2 separate regions of the Neogale vison genome follow, and region 1 is linked to region 2. A link is a contact called in public Hi-C data. All regions are on one chromosome and are shown on one strand. The core of a region is the stretch at or near the end of the contact, and the rest is flanking DNA. Distances in the headings are between cores, read along the strand shown.

The links. A called contact is a pair of places that touch in the nucleus more often than the background predicts.
Region 1: a Hi-C map of muscle shows a contact between it and region 2, with 3 times the contacts expected there. The contact joins two enhancer-like sites. A contact is called at or near these places in 2 of 3 Hi-C or Micro-C datasets (fibroblasts and muscle).

Annotation. Positions count from the first base shown.
Region 1 is chr10:35,144,697-35,148,887 of ASM_NN_V1, forward strand. All of the region lies in intron 20 of DNM3 (dynamin-3), which reads left to right. Among named protein-coding and RNA genes, the nearest start is that of C10H1orf105, 21 kb to the right of the region's middle. Within about 2 kb of position 2,780, the one cell type or tissue checked has open chromatin away from gene starts, as enhancers often do. A contact at or near this core is called in fibroblasts, where this site is marked.
Region 2 is chr10:34,916,536-34,921,161 of ASM_NN_V1, forward strand. All of the region lies in intron 15 of DNM3 (dynamin-3), which reads left to right. Among named protein-coding and RNA genes, the nearest start is that of C10H1orf105, 250 kb to the right of the region's middle. Within about 2 kb of position 2,191, the one cell type or tissue checked has open chromatin away from gene starts, as enhancers often do. A contact at or near this core is called in fibroblasts, where this site is marked.

The DNA.
Region 1 (4,191 bases), core at 1,530-4,029, 230 kb after region 2:
AAATTTAATAACCGGTATTGATAGCTTAGTTTGGTTACTCTGCCGCTAAAGTATGTCAGTCACTTAAAGTCACTTAGACTTTAAGAAAGTCTAAGTGAGTGCCCATCTAGTACCGAGCGTAGCAGAAGAGGTTAAATTGGAATTTAACCCCCACCCCCAGAAACCTTTCCTCTAAAGCCTCTTGGATATCTTTCAGGTGCGGGGTCAAACGGAACTCTAATATCTATGAGTTTGTACCTAAGTGGCCCATACTTGTACCATTAATCAACAAGATCTCTTTCTCATTGGTTTTTCCTTGACTGTCTAGTTTTTTATAGCTTTGTGATTTTTTTTTAACATTTTGTAATTGTTTTCTTTAATTTTTCTATCTTCATTTCTTCATACCTGAGAAGGGACATTAGATTTAATCGTGTTAGTGTTTCCGGTACAGAAAAAAATTCCCCAACATGACTATACTTCCAAAAGGGATTGTTCTGAAACAGTCACTAGGAGAGTTTTATCAAAAAGAAAGGTGGTTGTGATTTGTACAACTTGTTGAATTTTGTTGGTTATAAAAACTACTCCCCAAGGAACTACCTGTGAAAGCAGGTACACACACACAAAGTTCCTAACACACTGGGAAGTAAATGGAGGGGCTCAGGACAAAAAGCATTGCTTGGTGATGTCACGTTAGTTCACACCAGATTTTGTGGATTCGGCCCCCTCAGCTCTCAGAAATGTGACCAACCAGAAAGCAGGCAATACTCCTCCGGGGCCTTCTTTCACTTCCCGTAGAGAACTCCCAAACCCGGATTCTCCGGTTTCCAGGGCCCTGCAAATTAGAAGTAAAATACAGAACAAACTGGAGAAAGCTACTGCTGAAGGCAAGGAGAAGTGATAACATTGTAACAGTAAGAAGAAAAGAGGAAGGACATTATATGAAGGGAACCAAAAATTCGAAGAGCATCGTTCTCTGAGGCCTACCATCCCTCGTCCGTGCCTGGAGCAGCCGTCGCGTGACCCGGCTCCCCCTGTACCCATCTCTGTTGGCTGAGAAATGCAAGGCCCAGAGATGGGCTTTCAAATGATCTGGGGTTTTTGTTTTAGTATTGGGAGGGGCAGCTTCTGTTTTGAGAAAGATGTGCATTTGACAAAATCCTTCACTTTTGTCTCCGAACGCTAGCTGACAGGTGACGGTGTCAGAACCAGGGCCGAGGGCAACCGCCGCTGCTGGCCTGTCCCCGCATGGGCATGTGTGTGCTGGCGCTCCGGGTCTCTGGGGCGACCTTCTGCTGGATATTCGACTTGTTTCTTTACCTTTCTCTTTCTCTCTTTCTAGCCGGAGACCGCCCCCATCACCAACTCGTCCCACTATAATCCGTCCACTAGAATCCTCCCTGTTAGACTAAACGAAGTGTCTGGCAATTAATTACTAATGAATTCTGTGAAGGCAACACACTTGATCAGTAAATCATGAGTAGTCGCGTGTGCGGACATCAGTAGGCAAGTAACCCGTTTAACTAACGCATTCATCACTCCTTGTCGTCGCTCATGGTGTCTCAGACCTTCGGAGTTTGACTCTGGAAAACCGCTGACCCTTCGAGGCTTTAGATGTTGTACTGACCAAGGGTAGGTCTGCCTAGCAGCCCTCTATTTTGAAAGACCGTTTGCCTACCCTGGCATATATTTGAGATTTGCTTTGGACAAGTTCCTAGGTTACCCACCAGGTAGCCCATTAAGTGTAATTCTTGAGAGCTTTGAGACGGTGGGCTTAGACCTAAGCCATACGTGTATTTACTTTCCCACATTCTGTTTTGGCCGATAGAAATTATGTTGTCTATCATGAATGTTTCCTCCTACTCTAATGACCTATTTAGATCCTCTTTCCTTTCTCTTTATTAATAGGACTGCTAGGAAGTGATTTTTTTTTTATTAGGATTCCTTAAGAATAGACTTTTCCAGAAGCACAGGTAGTTTGCAGAGGAAAAGTTAACACGTTGCTTGCTCTAGAGAGCTTCTCCTCATCCTGATGTGTTTTGCTTCATGCTCGAAGCATATTCAACAGCGAATCAAAGCTTAATTTTCTGGTAGTCGGTCAGAAGATTTGGCTAGTTAGGTTCAGAGTTCAAGGAAGAAGCAAAATGTCACATCTCTAGAAGTGTCTGGAAATACCTAATTTCTTTATTCACATATATATTCACCTCCCCGTAGGTTACGGTGAAGGCTGACATGGGATGTAGACATGGCTAACTCCACTGTGACACGAACTATAGTGGACTTATTTATGTGGTTGGAGCAAGTTTTTCTCTTTCCCAGCTATTTGTAATTCTTGCGTGTAAGAATTCATCCTACCTTTAAAGCCGGTTTAACGAACTTTCCATCGGCCGTTTTTAAAGGGGGCCCTGGAATGAAACTAAAAGTCGTTTCATGAGGGATGCCGTGCTTCAGGTGCAGGAGCTCACGCTCTGCAGCTGTACCTCAGCGTCTCTGCACAGGTCGTTCCAAAAGATGGCACTAGGACGCTGAGATCTATAGCAACCTCACAAGTGCTAACACTGCAAAAATTTACAAAATCGGGTTAGCCTGGGGGTTAACAGTTCAGTCCTGAGGCTGAGCTGTAGACGAAGTAGGACCAGGTGATCAGCATGTAGGAAACCGCCAGAAGCCGAGTGGAGGGCTGTCTGCTGACTGTTCCCAGACAGCAAGTCCTCACTGAACGGCGGCATCCCGGGACACGATTTCATATTCCACAGAAGTAAATCAGGTTTCACCAACTGAAATGTCTCCCTTTGAAAGCAGCAAACATGATTTGTATGTTCACTCAGCTTTAATTTCCTGTGTACTTTATGCCCAAAGCAGACACCCATAAAGCATGAAGGAAAAACCTTCAGCCATTATTAAAAAGAGAACTTGCCAAGCGGAATGGCATTGTTTCGAAGTTATTCTAAGGGGCTACAGCTACCCCACTTGTAATAGGCAACCATCAGAGACTACGAGATTTACCAAAAAGAACTTTTCAACTCACTGTGGACAAGTGATTCTGTAAAGACCACCACCCCAAGTCACCAGCCTGAATCTTCTCTTATCTTTTTTTTCTCCCTCATTTGAAAAAATTCTTAACTCTTTGTGAATGGAACAGATGTGCTAAGTACGTTATGTGTTGTTAAAAACGGTGCTGCAGTGAAACGGAAATGTGTTACGTAAACGTCCACAGTAAAACAAAAGGACCCACGAGATCTTTCCATAAGGCTCCCTCTTTCGGACTCCCTTTGCTTCTTCCTTTGAATTCTCTAAAACAGGCAGCTAGAGGATTATATACTTCAGGGTTTGGCTCTGTGCTAAACGTGGTTTTGCATTTTGCTGTATTTCAAAAATTTCCTTCTGTCAAAGGAAAATATTGTGGATAACCACTGGTGTGTTCTTAGATCAGCACAAACCATGTCAAAGAAAATTGGAGATGTTTTTCCAACTTTCTTTCCACTGATCTTCTGTAGTCGTAAACAATAGCATTTGTCGTCTCTGGCTTTTGCTCTTGGATTCTAAGCCTGCAGTTCCACTGCCCCGCTTGTCTCTGTTTGTAGGCACATTTTTGTTCTCTTACCTCTTCTCAGTTATGTCTAATAGAACCCAGCCTCCCCTGGAATTCCAGAAGCATGTTGGAGAATACTTTGTTTGCCGCAGTACTAGGATTAGTTTTAATACCATTTCGCAAAGGGTTTGCATCCTGCTAAAAGGAGATGTCAAGGTGAACGAAGTCAGAAGCTCTAAGATGTGTGCGAAGTGCGTTGTTCACGCCAGGCCCTAAGGTGGGAATGTAGCTTCAGGAGCTAAGCGTTTCCTGTACCACCTCTCATCTTTTGAGTAGCTTCCTCCTAACCGACTGCTCTGATGCCGTCTACACGACAGATGTTTAGCTAAATAAAACCTACGGTATCTTTAGGATTTGGAAAAATTCACCGTGTATGCCTGTTTGATAGGTATGTCACTTCTTGTCACTTGCATGCTTCTTGACTAATTGGAATAACTGTTTACTCAACTGTGGACAGATTATTGAAATAGTATCAATTTAGAGCAGATATATTGCATTTCCAGAAGTCATCTACCAAGATTACTCTTCTGAATGTTGCTTTTAGCTGACTTTTGTAACACAGAAAAGCAGTAGGGCCTGTTTATTAGCCAATTGCCTACTTGTTCAGCAACAAACTCGTTCAG
Region 2 (4,626 bases), core at 941-3,440:
TTAAAAAAAATTTTTCAGAAAACTTTAAACATTGCCAAAGTCTTTTATAGCTACATTTCTTCTTTAGTAAGTGCATCAACTAGTAAAAATGTATTTCTTGAGAAAATAAGCTTCTGTAATTACCTCATAGTTTGTTTGTTTGTTTTCAGTTTCCTTGTGTAAGAGGCACTATGGATGTTTTAAATATCTCTTGTTCTATTAAAAATAACTAATATGCAGGCTTCCAGATCACAACAGAAAAAACAAAGGATGGCTTTATCATATCATTTAAGTGGAGAAGTGGAGAAGATAACTAAATATATATCCTTGCTTTTTTTAAACTAAAAAGTATGAATAGAAGAGATAACTTATATGTTCTTTATACCAGTTTGGGGATGATCAAAAGGGTAATTTAAAAAGTAAATCGTTTTCACGAAAGATAACTTGGGGAAACTTTTGTAATAAAATGTTTCACAAAAGAGAACTTGTTACAATTTTTAGATTGTTACAAAATGTACCATTTAGAAAAGGATTGTTCAGGAACTGCTGTAATTTTAAAGAATTTAAAGGAGGACAAAAGAGATCACTTCATTTTTTCATAAAAGCCTATAGAACAGATGTTTTCATTATATAAAATAGGCGGTAGATGCAAATGGGGGTTGAGGGAATTAGGGGTGAGGCAGTAACATTTTTCCAGAACTTTCTTTAGGAGGCCCACCTTTACAGTGCAGCATGGATCACGTTGCAACCAGACTTTCTCTGTTATTCTCACTATTGGGATTTCATTCAGCTTGAGGGATTTCCTCCCTCCCACCTTCTCCCCACCCCCCTTCACCTCCAGGACAGCTGGAAACGGACCAAAGAAAACTTTGCCTTCGTTTACAAATTCCTTTTTTATCAGCGGGTTTCTAGACAAAGTACCTTATCATTTTAAATGCTCGTAGAAATAGCAGCATTGTAAAATAGAGGCATGAGGTCTCAGCTGACCAGCAATTATCAACCATTTTCGGATTAAAAAAAAATAAAACTGTAACGCAGAGATGCGTAGTGGGGTATCTGTAGACAGAGGTGTCTGCTGTTCTCCGACTTAATCAGTTGCTGACTCACTAAGTTCTGGGTTGGCGCTCTTTCTGGGTCAGTCCCGTCTGCATTGTCTGGTGGGCAAAAACTTGGCAGCCTCTTCTTTTATTGTTAGATACTACTATTCCTGGTATTTATAGTATGTAAGTAAATTTTCCCAAAAAGCACTGTTCGGATAGCATTTTACAAATAGCAGATAGTCTTTTCTTGGAGGCAAAATGGATTCAGTCCTGGGATGTTAAAATTTCTACTATAGCCCTTACTCAGATAAGTTTTTAGGCCCTTGGATTATTAAGTTCAACAATTAAAAACCAGCCTCATTAAATTACTCTGAAGTGTTTGGAGTGTTTTCATGTTCCGGTTGGAAGTGGGAAAAACTTTGAACTTAAGGAAATACTTGACGTATGAGTCTTCAGAAATCAAATAGCATACAATAAATCGCTCTGTACCCCAGGCTGCTCCTCCCTCGAGGGTGGCCGCGCTGCTCCCCACCGCACGGAGCCCTCCGTTTCCCTCGCACGCCCTTGGCTCCCCACCTCGGCTCTCCTGGGCACAGACCAGGTGAGCGCTCAAGAAGGCCTTACCCACAGGTCTTCTCTCGAGCGGTCCTTTCTCAGCAGTGTCCCTGAGGGCTTCTGGGTCCCTAGTGTGCAAAACCTGTGAAGAAAAACACTGGGCGTGAGATTTGAAAAAGCAGACAAAAGTCTTCTCCTTGGAAACAGCCACTTTGGTCCCCAGACGTCCACAGCGTTGCTCGCCCTTGCCCAGTCTAACCAATGTGCAGACTACTGTACAACGGCATTGTCCTGAACAGGTAGTCTGAACACTGGGGCGACGGAGCAGGATCTCCAGAAGCTTCCATCTATGCACTTAAAATCCTCTCCCGGTCTTTGGGAAAAGCCTCCCTTCCTGCACCAGGGGTAGCTTTCGGCTCTCCCCCCAGAATTCTGCTGCACTGACTGAGACACACTCAAGGGCTGTGATTTCCAGTCTTGACGTGGCACATTTGCTGCAGACTGGGGAACTGGCAATGAATTTAGGACCAGGAAAAGGGGGAGGGCTGGGCTGGAGAGTCCATATATGGGATGATGTCACCCTGGGGAGGTTTGGGTATGCGCGGTGCCGCTGGAGAGACCGCTAGGATCGCCTGCTCTCAGACATGGGTCTGTGCGTAAAATGGTACCAGATGTTTTAGTGTAATGTTAAGCAGTCATTTCATCTTCAGGCCAGATTTTTTTCCTCAACTGGGCAGGAAGTGGGCCTCAGTATGGAAAAGCTGTAAAAAAAAAAAAAAAAAAAGAAAGAAAAGAAAAGAAAGAAAGGAAAGAAAAGAAAAGAGTCGAGATGCACAGTTCTGCTGTGGCCAACTGAAAGTGAGTTAGTGTGGAAGTGCAGTACAAATCTGCTGTCTGGTCCAGGCTAGAAAAGGAATTTGGAGATAGAGAGGAGATTAAAAAAGAAAGAAAGAAAGAAAGAAAGAAAGAAAGAAAGAAAGAAAGAAAGAAAGAAAGTAAACAGAAAGTTGAACACTGGAAGTCAGGGCTCATTTGCCAACTTTGTGGAGCTTTCCTGTGGTACTTTATTTTCTGGTATTTCACTCGTCAAAAAGGGCAGATAAGTTCTTTTTTTTTTTTTCCTGTCTCTCTCTTTCCCTCCTCCTCCTCGTCTGTTGGATCTGTCAGCGGCTTGCAGACTGCTCTAGACTTGAACAGTAATTATAGCAACTTCCTGAAAGTGAAGCCCCCATGAAAAGTCTGGAGAAATGTTCTTTGTCATGGCCTCTACATGAGTAATTAGTTCCACATGTGGCCTTCCTCGTTTCCCTCAGCGATGCTGGCTGGCTCCCCGAGGGCCGTGCTGTATGGCTTGACCTAAAGAAACTTTCAAGTTTCTGTAGTTTCTTGCACTACGAAATCCCGACTTCAGTCTTCTCACAAATTGCCTCTGGCCGATCTGAGCTCTTAGGTACAGCGCTCTTCTTCACTGGGAATTCTTGATTCTGTGTGGATGTTTTATTTTATTTTAATAGAATGCCACTGCTTAAGTTTTTATCTCGAGTTAACGAAATCTGTTGAGATTTGCCAAGTACTGCTTGACCAGAGGTTAGAACATACCAGCCCACTGGCATCTCCTTTCCTTTTCCCGTTGTTGCTGTTTTCAATTATATACGCTGCTGAAGATTCTGGGTAGACAGCCCTGCGACTGTCCCCCCCCCCACAGAATTCTGATTAAAGTTCGAGTTACCTCAAACAAGAGCTTGATGAATTGCCCTTCCAGAGATCAAAATGTGAGAAAATTCCTAGGTAGCTTCCAAATACCATTTGAGTAGCCAAACTATGAAACGCAGTAATCTTTAAAGAATTACAGCTAAAGCGGTTCATTTCTACTGGCCTTATGCGATACTTATTAGAAGCAGAAAATATCTACCTCTTTCAAATATATTGGGTTGAATATTTCCAAAAGCTTCAAGTGAGAGCCATCTTAAAGCCTTCACGTACCAAGAAATGTCTTCTCTTGAATTAACATATACCACTAATGGAATCCAAAGTTGTGACAAGTCCTGGTCACCTTGGTAGGAAGAGTAAATAAGATAAAAATGAATTATCCAGTAATTCAGGGTGGAACAAAGAGATTAGCACTGGGTACATCACTGATGGGGGGGGTTTAAAGCATCAGTGGAAATCAGAGGAGTTTCTTCCTATCCCTGTGTTTCCGCTTCCATACTTCTGTCCATAGGGCCTATCCCGTAGTGCTTGAGCGAGCCCAGTATGCCCTCCCTCGCCTCCCCCTGCTTGTGTAATCCTTGGAATAGACGAGTGTGACTACACACAATCTTATAGTCTTATTACACATGAATGCCAACTCTGTCCTTGCTCAGTGTCTATATGTTTATTCACAAATCATCCGAAAGGAGCCATGAGGGAGAGAGAGAGAGAGAGAGAGAGAGAGAGGCAGTAGTCAGCCAGAATCCAGCATTCCAGGTGTGGGCTTGTTTCGGCCGCAAATAGTGAAAGCCTTTCCCCTGCCCTCTTCTATTGCCATCGGCGGGATGTGTCTTGGTAATTTTGGATAAGGCACATGGAAGGTGGTTCTCATCAAACTGCTCCGTGATTTCATCTACTCACACATCTGTAGTTTCTCAAACGTAGGAGCAAACCTTCCTCAAAAAGGGATTTTTATGAGCTTTTCTCTAAGGAACTCAAATTCATAATTATCTTTACTGTTTTTGAAGAAGTTTAATTGACTTTCTACAGAGTACAACTATACAGGTTTTGTTCTTAGCGTATGTGCTCGTCGCGTTGGGCATCTAGTTGACTACAATGCTTTAGAGTTATCTTTCCTTCGAATAGTTCAACAAATATTCATTATTGCCTCCTCACATACTGGTCCTGATGCAGGGACTGGGCATCTGAAGATTGAGAAGACAGGATTCCTGCCCTCAAAGGGCTCATACTTACTTAAAATATTAAGAATTGTTAATGTTAAGAATGTTAAGAATTTATAATGTTAAGAGTTAATGCTTAATCTGTGATCAGATTCCGTCTACAAAATCTTCCATGCCTCTGT